Linked DNA regions of Mus musculus: region 2 is linked to region 1. A link is a contact called in public HiChIP or PLAC-seq data. All regions are on one chromosome and are shown on one strand. The core of a region is the stretch at or near the end of the contact, and the rest is flanking DNA. Distances in the headings are between cores, read along the strand shown. Region 1 has its middle 21 kb from the start of Gm32673. Region 2 overlaps Vwf (Von Willebrand factor).

Region 1 (4,956 bases), core at 1,990-4,489:
CAACACCCGAATCCACACATACTTGCTCAGCGAGTAGCTTGCTAGCCACGCTAGTCACATCAGGTAGGAAACGGAAGCAATCTGGGTGTTTTCCAACAGATGAACAGGTAATAAAAATACGGTACCTGTACAAAATAGAATACTCTTCAGCTGCAAAGAAAAGTGAAACCGTGAAATGTACAGGTAAATGAACGGATCTAGAAAAGATTCTCAATGATGGATAACATGGACTCAGAAAGGAAAACCCTACACGGTCTCATCTGTGGTTCCTAGCTCCAAATCCTCAGGTATGGTCATAAATTCATGGAGGAAGCACAAAAACTAGGGAAGTATAAAGGGACCATGCAGTGTGTGTGTGTGTGTGTGTGTGTGTGTGAGAGAGAGAGAGATAGAGAGAGACAGAGACAGAGACAGAGAGACAGAGACAGAGAGACAGAGAGACAGAGAGAGGTGGGGAGAGAGAGAGAAGGGGCGTGAGAGGGGATTAGCAGGATCAAGATGATTTTAAGTAGTAAGTGAAAAATAGGAAGGGCTTCAACTGGAAATGGGAGGTCAATACAGAAGGAGACAGATAAATGAAGAATGAATAACAACAAGGTTGTGTGTATGTGTGTGTGTGTGTGAGAGAGAGAGAGAGAGAGAGAGAGAGAGAGAGAGAGATCATGCTACTTGGGTTAACAATGCTCCCCATAGGAACCATGGACTAACAACTTCCCCACCCCGTACCATGTCTGAGAAATCTCGTTTTGAATGGCGGCAAGCATAGTCCTAGTGACTCCCAAGACAATAGAGTTGCCCTTGGTTGAGTCTCAAAGGTAAGCCCCTCCTGTTGAAGACACGACACAGGACACACGTAGGGAACAGGGCTATGTGAGCTAGGTCTAACCTGAAAGCCTCCTTCTTGCTGTCCACTTTTTATAGTACTAGAAGGTGCTGTGCAGGCTGCCAGTGCAGGGAACGGAGTGATAGCCTTATCCAGCTGTGACCTCCATGAACCAGCAAGGCACCATAGCTGTAAAGGTGCAGTAGTGGCACTCACGTTGGTGGTAACCAACTACTGACTTAAGAACCACTCGACAAGAAAGAAATCTGCTCCTAGAAACGGAACCAGCTTCCCAGGGCTAATCAGGTCATGGATCTTAGAAGAGAATCGAGTCTTAGAAGAGTTGCAAGTCGGCATTAAATCCTAACTACATCCTAAATCTTATCCTTATACCCACAGGAAAATCTATCACACCTCTCAAATTAGTTTCTCTTTAAAGCAAATGGAGACCATCACAGAAACCACAATTGAACACAGTTCAAAGATTAACAGGGTACGGGGAGCCCAGCTTCCATGGCTGTGTCTACACCAAAGCTCCTGCATCTAGGGTTCAGGGAACCTTGAAGAAGAGGAGGTAGAACAATTTTAAGTCAGAATACCAGGACATCTACTGTGAATGTCTCTCAAAGAAATGGCTACGTAAACATTATCTAAACAGTAGCAATGTCAACAGACTTGCTAACCCTGAAAGGGGGTGGGGATACTCACATGGGCGCTCCCAAAACAAAGAACTACAGTAAGAAATGACTGCAGAGAGGTGAATCAGCCTTTGCAGGGATAATCCCCCTGATTGCTCATCCTATACAAAGGGTCAGCCTTAAACACCAACACACAAAACAGACCCAGTGGGTTGCATTTATACATTGGTGCATACACATATGCACATATATGTATATGTATATGTATATGTATATATGTATCAATACTAGCCAAAGAAAAAGAGGCTGTTAACGCTAGAATGAAGGAGGGACATGGAAGGAGTTGGATGGAGGGCTTGGGATAGATTGAAGGAAGAAAAGGAAAGGGTGAAAGTGGTATAATTATATTTAACTTAAAATGTATAAAAATTAAAAGCTAACAAAACAAAGAGCCGGTAACCATTGTTTGCTTATTGTTCTCAGAGTCTCCACAGACAAGGCATCCCTGTCCCCTGCCCCTGGCTGCAGTGTGCCTCAGTGGTAAAGGTTTAGTTCCATGTTTGATTTCGTAGAGCTGTATGGGACCCAGAGCCATGTGTATTCTAGGCAAGAGCTCTCTACCAAGCCAAATCCCGCCCCTATCTTTTTTCTTAATTAAAAAAAAAGGTTTACTTCATTTTTACTTTATGTGCATGGGTGCTCTGTCTGCATGTATGTCTGTGCACCACATGCACGATTTGGAGACTGGAAGAGCGCATCAGATCCCCCAGACCTGGAGTTTCGGGTGTTGTGAGCCACCATGTGGGTGCTGGGAAGTGAATTCAAGTCCTACTCAAGATCAACCAGAGTTCTTAAGTGCTGAGCCGGTTCCCTAGCCCCACACCCATCGTCCTTTTATAAAATGGCAAACAGGCAAGTTGGTGGAAAGGCAGGAGACGCGGAGCATGGCCCGATGCCTCATTGTGGCAGGGATAGTCCAGGAAGATGACTGGAACGGGGGTCTAAAAACTGCTTGGTCAATATTTTTATGGCAGCCGGCAAGACGCCTTGGCATCTCACTTCCCGTTCCCACCTCATGCGGTCTCCATCTCATCTGGTCCCTGTCTCCATTCATCCTGGTCTTTGAACAGGTCCATCCAACCTAGACCCAAAGCCTGAGCACCTGGGCTTAGGGCTGGCAAGACGAGCTGGGAGCCTGGGCACTCCATGATGGGCGCCTGCTATTCTAGATTGTGTGTGTGGAACTAAAGTTCTACGCTTTATAAAGTTTGTAAAGGCCATTCACGGGGTCAGGGAAGGAAGGCCCTGACATCTGAGCAAAGACGGAAAGCGTGGATAAGCTGAGTCAGCAGCCAGCACGAGAATTCCGGGTGTGAGCAGTGCCAAAACCCAGAACAGAAAGTCAGGATGGGGGAGCTCAGAGCCCCAGGGTTTCCAGAAAGGAGCGCAGAGAGCTGGACCTGTACAAGTCTTAAGTAAGTACCTGACTTACTCCAAAGATCCCAGATCTGGGAGCTCTGGAGCAGAGGATAGGAGCAAAATAACGGTGCCTGGAAGTTCTCCGAGGTTAAACCAAGAGATGCAGGGTCTTATTCTCCCGGGGTTGCCTGGGTAACTTCTGTTAGTAAAGATTCCTGTTTACTACCATCTGACTCACGGTCACCTGTGGTTTCCATGGTTCCCAGCAACAATGCAGCATAAATCAATTTCTAGAGGGCAAGTATGCAGGGTGGAGCATCCTCTCCCTTGTCTGGCTCATAACTCAGCTGTTTCTATGCTCGCTGGAGGGTGATATGGGGATGAGAAGGTGTGTTCTCCAGCATGGGTCTCCTTGGGAGAGAGGCAGAAGCTTGGTCTCGCAATTGGGGCTGATTGCGAAACTCTCTGCTGATTGGAGGTTTCCCTCCCTCACCCTAGTTAGGGAGGAGTCTAGACAGGCAGACACAGAGGAACTCCCAGCAATGAAAAGTAGACCGGTTTATGAGCTCTGGTCACTTAGAGTTCTCCCTGCTAGTGGCAGGGTGGTTTGGAGCCAAAAGAAAGGGAAGCCAGAGCAGCAGGTGGCGTCCCCCAACCCCACCTTCAAGGCTAGGTTTGCCCATGTATTCCAGGCTTTCCCGGAACTCTCTGTGACCCCAGGCGTGTCTTGAATGGTTCTGCATCAGCCCTGATTGCTGGGCTCACAGGTGCACACCACCACGCCCAGGGTTGCTTTTATGCACAGGTTTAGAGCCTTCAAAGCCTTTTTATTTTTCAGGTTTTCATATGCTTTGGGCAGAACCTGGTGAAGATGCTAAATCAAAGACTACCACTCTATTCTTTAAAAATAGATTTTTTTTTTTTCCGGACAGGGTCTCACTATGTAGCTTTGACTGGCTTGGAGCTGGGTTTGTAGACCAGGCTGGCCTTGAACTCATAGAAACCCACCTGCCTCTGTCCCCTGAGTTCTGGGGTTAAAGGCTTACAATACCCTAGCCAGCACAATAACTCTTACTTAACAGTCAAGATGGCTGAGTATGGTGGTGCGGTGCGCATCTGTAGTCCCAACACTCAAGAGGTGGAGGCAGGAGGATCTAGAAAGAAGTCTTCAGTGCCGGGGCTACAAGTGAGCTCCAGACCACTGTGACCTATGTAATGAGCTCTCGAATGCCTCTGATCCCAGCATTAAGGAGGCAGAGGCAGGCAGATCTCTGTGAGCCGAGGCCAGCCTGGTCTACACAAAGAGTTCCAGGTCATCCAAGGCTGTGTAGTCCAGCCCTGTCTCAGAAAACAAAAACAACAACAACAACAACAACAAAAAAAAAAACCAAACCAAAAGAAACAAACATCAGAGCAGAAACTGAGCATTGCGATTTCTGCTTAAGTGTTTCTCTGTAGCCCAGGTTGGTCTTCAACACTAGCTGGGATTACAGGTCTGTACTTCCAGGCTTGGCTTATATCGATGTCCCTCAAATGTGGCATCCTTGGTCCTTGTCATTTTATTAGGTGTCATATACCCACAAAGCACCAATGTTTTTGTAAATTAAAAAAGTTACAGCCAGATAGTGGTACACACCTATAAACCTAGCACTTGAGGAAGGTCCTGAGTTCCAGGCCTGCCTGATCTACACAGCAAGCTCCGGGCTAGCTGGGGATAAAAAGATTCTGTCTCCAAAACAAAACAAAACAAAAAACACCCCTGAACCCCCTCAAACAAAACCCCAAATCTAAAGCAAAAACAATGACAACAAGAATGTCTAACAAATGAATGAAAAATGTGTACCCAGTCAGTGACTAGTGCATGAGAATGCAAACACGAGGTGTCTCTTCCTAACTGCTACGACACTAATTCAATAACGTTGACACCTGTCTGTAAGAATGGAGGGAGGGGCTGGCGAGATGGCTCAGTGGGTAAGAGCACCAGACTGCTCTTCCAAAGGTCCAGAGTTCAATCCCAGCAACCACATGGTGGCTCACAACCATCCATAACAAGAACTGACTCCCTCTTCTGCTGTG
Region 2 (4,842 bases), core at 1,308-3,807, 170 kb after region 1:
GGTCAGTCTCCTCCACAGCAGCTGGAGACTTTCCACTTTCCTTTCACCTGTGAATTTGGTGTTTATTATGGGAGCATGTGACATTTTTCTGTGCTGTCTTTGTCTCACCTTTCACCACCTTCCATCCTGTAGAACGTTCTCTCTCTCCTCCGGGACAAAGTGCGGCTCACCGGAGACATCTCTTGTCCTTGGGAAATCACCTGTCCTATGGGCTAATATTTGCTAAAACCATTGTTGACTTTCAGTGACCATAGCACATCTCTTCAATAGCCCAGAGAAGCACACAAAGTATCCATCCTGTTGGGGACAGAGCAGTTTGCTCTTCATGTCCTGATTACACAATTGTTTATTTGCATGGGCGGACCTGTCACTTCTTGCTCTATCTAGATGGGGAGCCGGCAGGTGTGCGTGGGAGGGTAATTTCATCAAGTAGTTTGGTCTGCAGTAGGCTCTTGGCAGTTGGAACAGCCATTCATCTGCCTGCCTGGGATTCAAAGTTGTTGAATTTTTATTTATTTTTTTACTTTTATTTGACATGTATGGGTGTTATGCGTGCATGTATGTTGTTATGCTATGTGCATGCCTGGTGCCTAAGGAGGCCAGCAGGGTTGTCATATCCCTCTGGAACTTGAGTCACAGATGGTTGTGAGCCATCATGTGGGTGCTGAATGGGGAAATTAGATCTGGGTCCTTTGGAAGAGCAGCCAGTGCTCTTAACTACTGAGCCATCTCTCCAGTTCCAATTCAGAACGAGTTGTAAGACTTTGGCCCATGGAATCCAGCAAACTCAAGGATACAAGTCTACACTTAGTGGCTGAGTGACAGCACCATGAGTTGGGTTTATAGACAGGGTACCCGCTCCCCAAGCCTTATTGTTAAGGTTTGGACACAAGCATCTACATACATTTCCCTTTGGCAACACGAGCTACTTCTCAAGTCTTTCCCGACTCACCAAAAGGCTAAGTAAGGAATGAGGACTTATACAAGGAATGTCTAGGACCAGGAAGTAGTCTTGGGTTCACCCCCTTCTTATCCTCACCTGGGTTCTTTTCCTGCGTTGCCTCTCAGTGTCCCCCTCCTTCGGGCTCTCCTTTACTGAACACTCAAATAAGAAAACCCTTTCCTTTACATTCAATATGTTGTCCACTTAAGAGCAGCTCCAGAGAAGAGCTAAGTGGCCATGGTGATGGTGACAGCCATGGAGGTGGCCTATGGTGGTCCTGCTTTATTTGCTATGAGGTTTCAAAGATTTCCTTTGGGTGGGCTGGCATTTTGCCTTTTGGGCAAACCCTTAGGAGGGCTGGATAAAGTCCTAGCATCAATTTCTCCCTATTACAGCAAACCCCAGGGTCTGTAACAAAATGCAGTTATCCTGTATCCATGGCTCCATTGTAGGAAAATCTTACCTGTTCTGAACGCACTGTTTTTTTCCTTATCATTCCTTAAACAATGTGTGGTGACAACTATTTCCCTACACTTATACCATAGCTAGTAGTATAAGTAATTTAGACGGTGTTTAAAGCATTTTGAAGATGTGTGGGGTTCCAATGGGGGACCCAGCATTCATAGATTCTGATATGAGAGGAGGGTCCTAGAAGCAGTTCTCCATGGCTACTGAAGGATGGGTGTTTCTCAGATGTTTCCTTTCCTTTGCCCTCTTCCAGGGAGGATAAGAGTAGGCAAAGAATGGAATAGGTCCCATCAGAACACACTGAGATGTTTTGTATGGGTCAGGCACTGCTGAAACTGTGTAAGGCTTACAAGGTAGAGATCTGAGGACCGGGCACACAAGAGAACTTAACCCATCATGAAGGAGAACAGCAGTGCCTGGGGGTCAGTAGGTGACAAATTGCTTGATGGGTGGTAAGTGACAGGCAGCTCAGGTGATTGATTGCTGTCACAGAGCTGGTGATTTTTCTTGCTGTGAGCAGGATATGTAGACCGGTCCATGCTGGGCTGTTTATTCAAGAGCTTGGGTAAGTTCTGAACTGCACCTCAGGGAATAATACTGTGGGCAAAAGTCCCCAGAGGGAAGCCACACCTCCCAATGCCCTTCTGCAAGGCTGATGGGGTGATTAGGACCTCAGTGATCATGGAGGGCTTGGAATGGTTTAGTTCCAGAGCCCGATTCCACTTTATCTTGGGTTATCTTTGGCTCTCTAAATAGCCATCTCTTGTCCACTTCTTACATCCTTGTGGTTGACAGATAGACCCTTTTGGAATGTATTCACTTAGCAGATCACCAGGTTCCACCAACCAAAAGGCTAAGCAGAGTCTGCTCTAACCCGCCCACACGATGTTTCCACCAATGGCTTTGCATAGTGCCTTAATGTATGCTTTCTTTGTTCGGTTACTACAATAACAGTGTGATGAAACTGTTAACTACATCGGAACATGGAATTTGAAGTATTTCGAATCTGTGTTCCAGAGCCACGATCATTTATAGCTGGCTTCAGAATAAACGTTTTTAAATCCCCTCTGAGGTTAGAGCTATGCTTCTTATGTGGACACTGCCTGACTCTTCGTCTGGCTGCCAGAGTCTTGCTCTGATTCTGAGAACTACTCATGTTCCCAAGAGGCTGGGGCAGAGTGAGAAAGCGCCTAGTGGACACGGGCATTTCTACTAGGTTATATAGCCATCCTGCATATCACGAGCGTCTCACTCATGATACTCACTAGCTTAAGAAGAGGAACCTTCACAAACCCCATCCCTGTGATGGGGTTGGTATGAGCCAGGATGGAGATCTGAATCTTGACCATGAGTCGGAAACTTGGAATGTGGATAAGAACCCCAGAGCAGCCAGCGGTTATAAGTGGACTCAGTGATCTCCTTTTACCCCATCCATCCCTGAATCCATCCCTGGCTGACTGATTGGGGAACTATCCTCTGCCCTGAGGTTTTTGTTTTTGTCTTTGTTTTTGTTTTTCGAAACAGGGTTTCTCTGTGTAGCCCTGGCTGTCCTGGAACTCACTTTGTAGACCAGGCTGGCCTCGAACTCAGAAATCCACCTGCCTCTGCCTCCCAAGTGCTGGGATTAAAGTATGCACCACCACTGGCGGGCTCTGAGTGAATTCTTGAACCCACTGCTTTAGACCAGTTCAGCTTCTAGGCGCCTCCACACCTCCTCCAAGGGGCGGGCCCACAGGAGGCCTCCTGCCGCCTACTCTGGAGCTGGAAATATCAGGGCCCAGCAAACAACTTGCGCTTCTTATACTTTTCTCTCCTTTCTTTATTCTTTCCAGGCCTAGGAATGTTCATCCCCTCCCTTCCCCCCTCTTCTCCTTTGTCAGCTGTTTGAGAAGAAACAATTGCGTAGCTGCAGACCTCTGGCTCTTGCTTTTAATCCTGCCTTGCCGGCATACCCCCCTGGGGAGATTCTCCTGCTTTCTCTCCCCTCCCTGGATGGGGCCTAACATCCCCAGGGAAGAGGCCTGGCCTCTTCTGATGAACTGAAAATGGGATTAGGATGGGCCACAATTGGGTCTGTACTCCTGTGCAGGAGGGTGAAGTCGTGGATTGATGGAGTCAGGGCTGCAGTTCTCTGCCAGCTTCCGACACCACCGACAGGAGATGAAACAAGACAGAAGTAGCTGGTGCCAGGCACTGGAGCCAGGAGATGCTGGAAGTGCAAATTAGCTGACCTTCATTTTGTGTCCCTGCCAGAATGGTTTAGCAGAGAGCCAAAGTGAAGCCTGTGCAGACAGCAGGCGAGTGGTAGCGGTGGGGAGCACTTGCAGGCTGCCTCCCCACGCCTTCATTTAATTTGTTTTGTAGCAAGGATTGCTACCTATGTAGATCCACTCAAGAGTGGCAAGACAGTCATGGCAACCATGGCTTGTAGTTAGTGTGTTTCTCTCTCAGGGCAGCTCAGGGCAGGATGCCCAGAGCTAGGCAAGAATCCCCCGTGCTGGTAGAGTCTAGGGTGGTCCTGTCTGATTCTCTGTTGCCGTCAGGATGGAACTTGTAGCTTACAGTCTAAGAGGCCATGCAAACACCTGGCACCACAGTGACATGCCAGCAGTGGAAGGAGAAGAGACAAGACAGGAAGCTCCATCAGAGGACCGCGCTGGAGGTGTAGTGAATCTTCCTTCTCCTGTCTTCCTGGGCCGGGACAGCCAAGTGCTGTGGCTGCTCCTGGCCTCAGACAGGCAGAACATGGAATCTTCATTCCCAGTCGCCATGCCCAAGTGGAAGCTGGAAGTTGAGTCACGACTAAGAAGGGGGAGAAGACACTGGGCTGTGCTGAGTCTTTTCCTATAGCTGAGAAGCGTGGAAAACAGAGATACGTTTCTTTAGGTTGGGCTGGAGAGATGGCTCAGCGGTTAAGAGCACTGACTGCTCTTCCAGAGGTCCTGAGTTCAATTCCCAGCAACCACAAGGTGGCTCACAGCCATCTGTAATGGGATCCAATGGCTTCTTCTGGTGTGTCTGAGGACAGCTACAGTGTACTCACATAAAATAAATAAATACGTCTTTAAAAAAGAATGCTTTCTTAAAAAATTTTTCTTTAGGTCATGTGCTTTAAACATGATAGAGTTGGCCTTCTAGCCCATCCATGCTTCTAGAACCCCATGTTTGCTATACTGTCATCTAAACTTCGATGCCCAGGTCTCTTATATAAAATGGCAAGCCCACTAGTTACGGCCTGTCCATATCCTCCTGTCTACTTAATTTTATTTAGAAATTACTGTGTTACTTTAAAAAGATGATTGCATGTATTATTTGTTTTTAAATTGTATGTGTGTGTGTGTAGTAGCCTTAGAGACCTAGCGAGGACATTGGGTCTCCTGGAACTGGAATTACAGGTGGTCGTAAGTTATCATGTGGGTGCTGGGAACTGA

Evidence for each region. HiChIP or PLAC-seq counts read pairs in DNA pulled down with a chosen protein or histone mark.
Region 2: an H3K27ac HiChIP or PLAC-seq map of embryonic stem cells shows a contact between it and region 1, with 10 read pairs. The contact joins two enhancer-like sites. A contact is called at or near these places in 2 of 15 datasets of contacts at CTCF or cohesin (the NIH/3T3 cell line and embryonic stem cells), 2 of 484 Hi-C or Micro-C datasets (the HPC-7 cell line and bone marrow-derived macrophages), 10 of 115 datasets of contacts at active chromatin or transcription factors (the NIH/3T3 cell line, embryonic basal ganglia, embryonic fibroblasts and 5 more) and 1 of 9 other capture datasets (adipose tissue).

Annotation. Positions count from the first base shown.
Region 1 is chr6:125,407,877-125,412,832 of GRCm38.p6, forward strand. No RefSeq gene overlaps it. Among named protein-coding and RNA genes, the nearest start is that of Gm32673, 21 kb to the right of the region's middle. Within about 2 kb of position 3,240, at least 95 of the 459 cell types and tissues checked have an H3K27ac peak or open chromatin away from gene starts, as enhancers often do. A contact at or near this core is called in the NIH/3T3 cell line, embryonic fibroblasts and embryonic stem cells, where this site is marked.
Region 2 is chr6:125,574,939-125,579,780 of GRCm38.p6, forward strand. The region is part of intron 6 of Vwf (Von Willebrand factor); the gene reads left to right. Among named protein-coding and RNA genes, the nearest start is that of Vwf, 24 kb to the left of the region's middle. Within about 2 kb of position 2,558, at least 66 of the 459 cell types and tissues checked have an H3K27ac peak or open chromatin away from gene starts, as enhancers often do. A contact at or near this core is called in the NIH/3T3 cell line, embryonic fibroblasts and embryonic stem cells, where this site is marked.